2 separate regions of the Capra hircus genome follow, and region 1 is linked to region 2. A link is a contact called in public Hi-C data. All regions are on one chromosome and are shown on one strand. Each heading gives the region's core, a stretch centred on a gene start, on an enhancer-like site or on the middle of the called end of the contact. The rest is flanking DNA. Distances are from core to core; before and after follow the strand shown. Region 1 has its middle 12 kb from the start of CNOT10. Region 2 has its middle 7.7 kb from the start of CMTM6.

What was found. Hi-C and Micro-C count contacts between places; a contact is called where the count stands out from the background.
Region 1: a Hi-C map of blood shows a contact between it and region 2, with 6 times the contacts expected there. The contact joins two enhancer-like sites. A contact is called at or near these places in 3 of 5 Hi-C or Micro-C datasets (all in blood).

What each region holds. Positions count from the first base shown.
Region 1 is chr22:6,995,367-6,999,493 of ARS1.2, reverse strand. No RefSeq gene overlaps it. Among named protein-coding and RNA genes, the nearest start is that of CNOT10, 12 kb to the left of the region's middle. Within about 2 kb of position 2,138, at least 1 of the 5 cell types and tissues checked has an H3K27ac peak or open chromatin away from gene starts, as enhancers often do.
Region 2 is chr22:6,850,145-6,854,750 of ARS1.2, reverse strand. No RefSeq gene overlaps it. Among named protein-coding and RNA genes, the nearest start is that of CMTM6, 7.7 kb to the right of the region's middle. Within about 2 kb of position 3,085, at least 2 of the 5 cell types and tissues checked have an H3K27ac peak or open chromatin away from gene starts, as enhancers often do.

The DNA.
Region 1 (4,127 bases), core at 889-3,388, 150 kb before region 2:
TATAAATCAACTATACTCCAATAAAGAAGAAAACATTGAATATAACAAAAAAACCCCAAAGTCATACAGTAGGTAATTTTCACTTGTCAAACACTCCCTTCTCGTACTTTCCCTGGCAGCCAGGTATAACCACATAACTACTGCTTTAAAAGGTTGTTGCATGTCTTTTTCTCTTTTCTCCCAATTCTCCATCCTACTGTCTGGATTGTAAATGTGATGGCTGGAACTCCAGCAGCTATCTTAGACCCTGCAGCCAAGGTCTTTGGGGTAGAGGAGGGTAAAGCTTAAAGAACCTGCATTCCTAATGATATCTTAGACACTCCATACCAGTTCCAGACAGCTCCAGACTGTGTGTGTGTGTATGCCACGTGCAAGATTTATTCACTGTTAATCTGAATGTTCTATCACATAATGCTGAAACATAATGCTCGTAAACATAATGCTGAATCACATAATGCCAATCTTAACTGCTTCAGTTTCTACATGAAACTAAGGAATAAATCTGATTTGATTTTTGCTTGTGTCATCTAAATTTACTATTTCATTATGTACAGTCCTACGTAAATCCTGTAATAACATAGAATGAAAACTGTTAAGTTTATGTTAGAAATTTTGGTATTGTGATATCATCAGGGCTAATATGTTGGTGTTCATGTGTATGTTCACGTGTATTATATAATATTTTGTAACAAACGAGAAGCAGAAGGAGCAGAAAAATACTGTTCTAACAGTGCTTCTTTGGGGGATGTGACCTAGTCCAGGAGTCAGGAGACTCAGAGAAAGCCTGAAGAAGCTAGATCTGAAAGGTAGAAATGAACAAGGATAGGGAACAGCAGGTGCAAAGGCTTGTGGTGGGAGGGATCCTACTGAGTGTGAGAGATGGACATAGACTCCCTGTGGCTTGAGTAGAGAGAATGAGGGGCAGGGAGGAGTCAGACAGGCCGTATTAAGAGTTCTGTTTGTTTCCTGTGCCCCAGGGATCACTGTCCTTTATCACCTGATTGCTTGGGCTTCCCGGGTGGCGCTAGTACAGGAGACGTAAGAGACGTGGGTTTGATTCCTGGGTTGGGAAGATCCTCTGGAGGAGGGCATGACAACTCATCCCAGTATTCTTCCCTGGAGAATTCCATGGACAGAGGAGCCTGGTGGGTTGCAAAGAGTTGAACATGACTGAAGCGACTTAGCACGCATGCTCATCTAGTGTTTTAAAAACTGTTCTTGTTCATGTATTTTTGTCCTGTTGTTTTCTCTACCTTATCCTCAATGGTTACTTAGTATTCCATGGTATCAAGTGTGTCCTGATTTATCTAGTAAATCCTTCACAAAGATCGTTGAGATAGTTTCTGATTTTCTGGTATTTCACCCAGTCTCACAACTAACATCTTTACACATGAACCTTGTCTTCCGTTGCACAGTAGCTGTGCAGACACAGTTTGTCCACAGAAGGGGCCGATGGAAGAAAAGCCAAATGTGGATACTCTTTAGGTAAATTAAATAAGACTTCTCTCTTATGGTCATTTTTCTTTCCAGAACTGCTGTCTGTCACTCCAGTCAACCTCCTTCAGGAATGCCCAGTTTATTAGGGAGGTCAGTACCTGTAAATCCCTGTTATGAATTGTTTCATGTTCTTTGTGTTTAGGACTGCTCGGCCATTGCCAGTTAAGAGGTAACATTAAGCAACTGTTTTATTTTGTAATTGATTAATATAAAATATTTATTTCTTTGTCTGCACCGGGCCCTAGTTGTGGCACTGGGAATCTTCGCTTTTTCTTGCATCATGTGGGATTTTAGCTGTGGCATGCAGACTCTTAGCTGCAGCGTATGGGATCTAGTTCCTTGATCAGGGATTGAACCTGGGTCCCCTGCACTGGGAGCTAGGAGTCCTAGCCCCTGGACTACCAGGGAAGTCTATAAACAACTGTTTTAAATGTCTCTGGACCTTCTGTGATGGAGAGGAGGCTGTTCTGCCCCACGCAAGTAGGACAGCCTCATTTCCTCCCTGGGGCTTGTTGGCTGCATTGCTGAGTGTTATTAGTTGGCGCCAAGGGAAGGAAAGCCAAGCCCAGTCATCCACTGGGTAAACTCATGTGTTTTTTATACCTGGGGGATACAGAAGGAACTGAGCAGCCAGAAAACCAGTTGATCAGCAGCATTCTGTGGGAGGAAGAGAAGTGCAAGCTTCAGACTCTAAACAGTCTCACCGTAGATGTGTGTGCTGGAGGCAGAGTGAGGTGCAGATGGGAACGTCTGGGTATCCAGGGTCACGTTCAGCCTCCAGGAAGTCAGCAGCCCCTCCTGGGCCTAGACTTCTGTGTGTTTGTATCAGCCTGGGATGTGCTAGGCCAGGTGACTCTCACCAACACACCAGATAAATCCTATGGGATTTCACTGTGGGGCACCCTCAGCGTGACTGGTCATCACCCTGCTGAATCTCAGTAAACACGGCCTGGTCCATGACATTCCTGAACTCAGAGCTGTGGTTGCAGAACAAGGCTCAGTGCCTCGTAGTCTCGGGGATCATTCATTCACCAGCTCCTTAGACCTGATCAGCGGCCTGGGTGCAGGCATTCCAGTTCAAAACCTAGCAGCATCTTTCACCGTCCATTCTTGAGGAACCTACGCCCATGTCTACAGCCACTGCTGCGCTTATTCCAAGATCTTATTACACTAAACCTCAGAATTGGCATTGAACCTGGTCCCCGACTCTCCATACATCTCCCACAAAGGTGGCTGTCATTACAGATGTACTGGACAGAGTGAATTTAGACCTTTGGGACAGGTGTGTATACCTACATCCCGGGCTTCCCAGGTGGTGCTAGTGGTAAAGAACCCGCCTGCCAGTGCAGATGTGAAAGACACGGGTTTAATCCCTGGATCAGGAAGATCCCTTAGAGGAGGGCATGGCAAGCCGTTCCAGTATTCCTGCCTGGAGAGTCCCACCGGCAGAGGAATCTGGCAAAGGGTCGGAATGACTGAAGCAACTTCGCATGCCTATTAGCTAACTTGAAAACATAAATTTACCGCTGACCGCTAGGTGGCACCCCAGCACAAGTTATACTGTTGTATGTTTAGTCTCAGCATTTTAAGACCAGTTGCTTTGAGAACGTGTGATCTGACCTAGGTCATACCTCCCTTTGGAGTGTCAGGTTTAAACATTGTGGGTCCAGTTCCAATGTGAATTTCAAGAGCTTGGGTGAACGATAAACACAAGTAACTGTGTAGTGAGTCTGGCTGCGACCTGTCGCTCTGCTCTTTCAGTCTGTATTTGTTGAATTAGCCACTGTCTTTCTGTAGAAATCTCTCTCTGTGACTTGTTTCTCTCCGAATCTCCAGAGACGCTGGTGCATGCCAACCTCATGTCTCTTCCCCCGTCTCTCCTCCTCAATCCAGACGGTTCGGTCTCAGAGCTTTGGCAACCTGGAGTACGCCTTCTACCTTTGCCTGTTCGTTTATCAATAAAACGGGGAAGAGCAATAGGACCCCAAGTCCTTTTGCTTCGGCGGTACAGTAAGTCCCCTACATATGAATGGATTCCATTCGAAGAAAGCATTCATAAGTCCAACAAAGTTAACCTAGGTACCCAACTAACACAATTGACTATACAGTACTGTATTGTAATAGGTTTACAATACTTTTCACACAAAAATACATAAAAAAACAGACACAAAAAATAAAACATTTTTAACTTTATAGTACAATATCTTGAAAAGTACAGTAAGACACTATAATACCTGGCATACAGGGGCTGGCATCAAGTGAACAGGCAAGAAGAGTTACTGCCTGGAGGAGGGAGAGGAGGTGGGAGATGGTAGAGCTGAAGGGTCGTCAGGCTGCAGTTTCACACATGCCTGATGTTACTGGCAGGGGAACCAGATGCAGGTTTGCATCTTTGGAAGTTTGCAACTTGAAGGTTCCTTCATAGGGGACTTAGTGTACAAGGAGGCCAAGACAGCACTGTTACTATAGGAAGTCATGCACACGCAGACAAGTCAAGGGATTTTCTCCTGTGGGTAACTTTGATTGTTCTGGCTCTTGGCTACTGTTTAATTCCTGTGGTGACTGTAGCAGTTGAACTTCGCTCAGTTGCAGCAAATGCTGGAAAGTCAGACCCAGCTCTCTCTGTAGCT
Region 2 (4,606 bases), core at 1,836-4,335:
CTGGTGTTGAGCTGCATGATATGCTTGTATGTTTTATAGATTAATTCTTTATCTTTCATTTTCATTTGCTTCTATTTTCTCCCATTCTGAGGGCTGTCGCTTCACCTTGCTTATAGTTTCCTTCATGTTCAAAATCTTTTAGGTTTAATTAGGTCCCACGTGTTTATTTTTGTTTTTATTTTCATTACTGTGGGAGGTGGGTCATAGAGGATCTTGCTGTGACTTACATCAGAGAGTGTTCTGCCTATGTTTTCCTCTAAGAGTTTTATAGTTTCTGGTCTTTTAATCCATTTTGAGTTTATTTTTGGGTATGGTGTGATTTTTACCTTTCTCCATCACATCTCCCTCCCAAGTAATCCAAGCGTCCTGAATTAAATACCCAACTGATACGGGAGCAAGGAGGCTGAGTTTTGTAGTCTTTTTTCCCCCCAAACACCATGGAGGAATTAAGTGCATGTACAGGCATGCGGAAGCCCTAGAAAAAGGCAGTGCTATGGACAGAGGAGCCTGTTGGGCTGCAGTCCCTGGGGTCTGAGCACTGCTGAGCAACTTCACTTTCACTTTTCAACTTCATGCACTGAAGAAGGAAATGGCAACCCACTCCAGTACTCTTGCCTGGAGAATCCCAGGGACGGGGGAGCCTGGTGGGCTGCCATCTAGGGGGTCACACAGAGTCCCCCTAGAGTCAGACACGACTGAAGCGACTTAGCAGCAGCAGCAGCATTCCTTGGCTGTTGCAGCCCTCTGCTGGTGTAAATGAAATGAGATTGACGATATGATTTGCTTAGCCTCTAGGCTAGTTTTTGTTTTTGTTTTAATTGGAGGAAAATTGCTTTGCAATGGTGATGGTTTCAGCTGTACAACAGCACAGATCAGTCTTAATTATACATATATTCCCTCCCACTAAAGCCTCCCTCCCCTCCCCTATCCTGTCCCTCTAGGTTGTCACAGGGCACAGGGTTGAGCTCCCTGTGTCAGACTGCAGGTTCCCACTTTCTGGCTGTTTTGCATATGGTTATACATGTGTGTATATATGTGTCTCAGTGTTGTTCTCTCAATTCATCCCATGCTCCCTGGGTTGGGAAGACCCCCTGGAGGAGGAAATGGCAACCCACTCCAGTACTCTTGCCTGGAGAATCCCATGGAGGGAGGAGCCTGGTAGGCTACAATCCATGGGGTTGCAAAGAGTTGGACACGGCTGAGCGACTTCACTTCACTTCTCCTTCCTGCAGTGTGTGCACAAGTCTGTTCTCTGTCAGCATCTCTGTTGCTGCAGATAGTTCATTAGTATCATCTTCTAGATGTTGTATATACGCATTAATAGATGATATTTGTTTTTCTCTTTCTAACTTGCTTCACTCTGTATAACAGGCTCTGCTGCTGCTGCTATTGCCTTCTCCAGTAACAGGCTCTAGATTCATCTAACTCACTGGAACTGACTCATATTCGTTCCTTTTTTATGGCTGAGTAATATTCCTGTGTGTGTGTGTGTGTGTGTGTGTGTGTGTGTGTGTGTGTGTTCGTCTGTCAATGGGCATCTAGGCTGCCTATGTGTGTGTGTGTGTGTGTGTCTGTGTGTGTGTGTGTCCGTTTGTCCGTCGATGGGCATCTGGGCTGCCTGTGTGTGTGTGTGTGTGTGTGTGTGTGTGTGTGTGTGTCTGTGTGTGTGTGTCCGTTCATCTGTCGATGGGCATCTGGGCTGCCTCTGTGTGTGTGTCTGTGTGTGTGTGTGTGTGTGTGTGTGTGTGTGTCCGTTCATCTGTCGATGGGCATCTGGGCTGCCTGTGTGTGTGTGTGTGTGTGTGTGTGTGTCCGTTCATCTGTCGATGGGCATCTAGGCTGCCTGTGTGTCTGTCTGTGTGTGTGTCTGTGTCTGTGTGTGTGTGTGTCCGTTCGTCCGTTGATGGGCGTCTAGGCTGCGTGTGTGTGTGTGTGTGTGTGTGTGTGTGTGTGTGTGTGTGTGTGTGTGTCCGTTCGTCCGTTGATGGCCATCTAGGCTGCCTCCATGTCTTGGCTGCTGTAAATAGTGCAGCAGTGAACAGTGGGGCGCATGTATCTTTCAAAATTGCAGTCTCCTCTGGATGTATGTGCGGGTGTGGGGTTGCTGGATCATATGCTGGGATTTTTTTAGGTCTTGAGGGGCCTTCGCAGGTCTCTCCATAGTGGCTGTTGCCAGCTTACATCCCTGCAGCAGCATCGGAGGGTTCCCTTTGCTCCACGCTGTCTCCACTTTTGATGGTTTTAGATGCTTCACTGATGACCATTGGGACTGACGTGAGGTGATGCATCTTTGCAGCTCTTTTTAAAAAATGTACTTATTTTTGGCTGTTGTGGGTCTTCGTTGCTGCGAGGGCTTTCCTCCAGCTGTGGAGAGCGGAGGCTGCTTTCTGGTTGTGGTGCACGGGCTTCTCATTGTAGTGCCTCTCTCGTTGCAGAGCACGGGCTCTGGGGTGCACGGGCTTCAGTAGTTGAGGCACGCAGGCTCGGTAGTTGTGGCTCACGGGCTGAGTTCCGTGGCATGTGGGTGTCATTCCCTCCCAGGTCAGAAACTGAACCCATGTCTCCTGCATTGGAAGGTGGATTCTTTACCCCTGAGCCGCCAGGGAAGGCCTGGCCTTGTGGTTTTCATTTTCGTTTCTCTGTTAACAGCCGTAAGGAGGGCATGGCTTCCCACTGCAGTACTCTGGCCTGGAGACTCCCCACAGACAGAGGAGCCTGGTGGGGGACAGTCCGCAGAGTTGCAAAGAGTCGGAGACAACTGGGCGACTAAGCACAGGACGTTAATAGCCAGTGGGTTCTCTTTTCCACTACTTTTCTTTTCAGACTGTGTGAATGAAATTTGCCTGTTGAAATTGGCTTCTTGAAAGTCAGCCCTGTTTTGCATTATTCTTCCAAGACCTACTGCAGGACATTTCTTGAGAGTGGGTGCCGATTCCAGCCTCCCAGGGTTGAATAGGAAGTGCCCATGAGCTGCAGGTTTTAAAGTGTTGTTACAGGAAAGGGCCACGAGGCGGCAGCACTTTCCCACATACAGATCTGGTTACCTGGGCAGCCAGACGCTTGGGAAAGTCGCGTTCCCGGGTTGCCCAGGAGAGCGGAATGCGAGAGAAGAAAGGCTCAGGGACCTGTGTGTCATTCCTCCTTCCCTGTTACCTTTCACCCCATGGAGAAATGCCAGGCCTTGCAACACCGCTCTGCCAAGGGTGCTGTGGTCTGTAGGTGTGGGGACTCAGGACGGAGGGTGGAGGTGGGAGCCCAGTACCAAGACGCGAGGAGGAGGGGAGACCAGGTGACTTTACGAAGCTCTTCCAGCCCAGGAGGATCCGCAGATCTTTGGGTGAAGTAGGCTTCCTGTGGCTTTTTGTGGGCCTGCCTGGCTCTCGAGATTGTGGTCCCATCAAGAGGGGAGCGGCAGTACAGGTCCAAGGGGGCTCATTTGCTTGCACATCCTCCGTCAGTCCCATGAGAGTCCTCCAGACGCAGGCCTGCTCGGCCCCAGGGATGTGACGCCCACCTGGGTCCCTGAGGCCTGTGGGGAGTGTGGCTGGCTCTGCTTGACTTAGTTTTTCTTTTACATGAGGTGGAGTCGATCTACAGTGCTGTGTTTGTTTTAGGGCCACTGCCGGCTGACTCACTTGTGCACACATGTAGCTGTCTCGATTTTTGGATCCGTTTCCCATATAGGTTATTACAGGAGAGTTCAGTTGAGTTCCCTGTCCTATACAGTAGGTCTTTCTTGATTATCTCTTCTGTATATAGGACAGTGTATCTGTTAACCCTAACCTCCTAACTCATCCCTCCCGCCCCTGATTTCCCCTTTGAGAATTATGCATTTGTTTTCTAACTCTGTGAGTCTTTTTCTCGTATAAATTAATTCATTTGTATCAATTTTTAGATTCCGAATGTAGGTGATCTCATATGATGCTTGTCTTTCTCAGTTTGACTTACTTCACTAAGTATGATCTTGTCTAGGTCCATTCATGTGGCTGCTGATGGCATCACTTGATCTGTTTTTTTATGGCCAGTATCCCACTGTATATATGTAGCTGCTGCTACTGCTAAGTCGCTTCCATCGTGTCCGACTCTGTGCGACCCCACGGACTGCAGCCCACCAGGCTCCCCCGTCCCTGGGATTCTCCAGGCGAGAGCACTGGAGTGGGCTGCCATTGCCTTCTCTAATGCATGAAAGGAAATGTGAAAGTGAAGTCGCTCAGTTGTGCCTGACTCTCAGCGACCCCACGGACTGCAGCCCACCAGGCTCCCCTGTCCCTGGGATTCTCCAGGCGAGAGCACTGGAGTGGGCTGCCATCGCCGCCTCGGTACATGTGGTGCGCCCTCTTCTGCGGTTCCTCTGTCAGTGGACACTGGTGGCTCCCGTGTCTTGGATGTTGTACACAGGGCCGCACTGAATGTTGGTGCGCCTTTTCAGATTCTGTGTTTCTCTGATGGTAGGTCCAGGACTGGGGTGGCTAGATCATCAACTAGCTTTATTCTTGGTTTGTAAAGAACCTCCTCACACTGTTCTCCAGACTGCACGTTACCAATTTTCATTTTCATCAGCCTGGAAGGAGAGCTCCCTTTCCTCCTCGGGGTCTCTGCATTTATT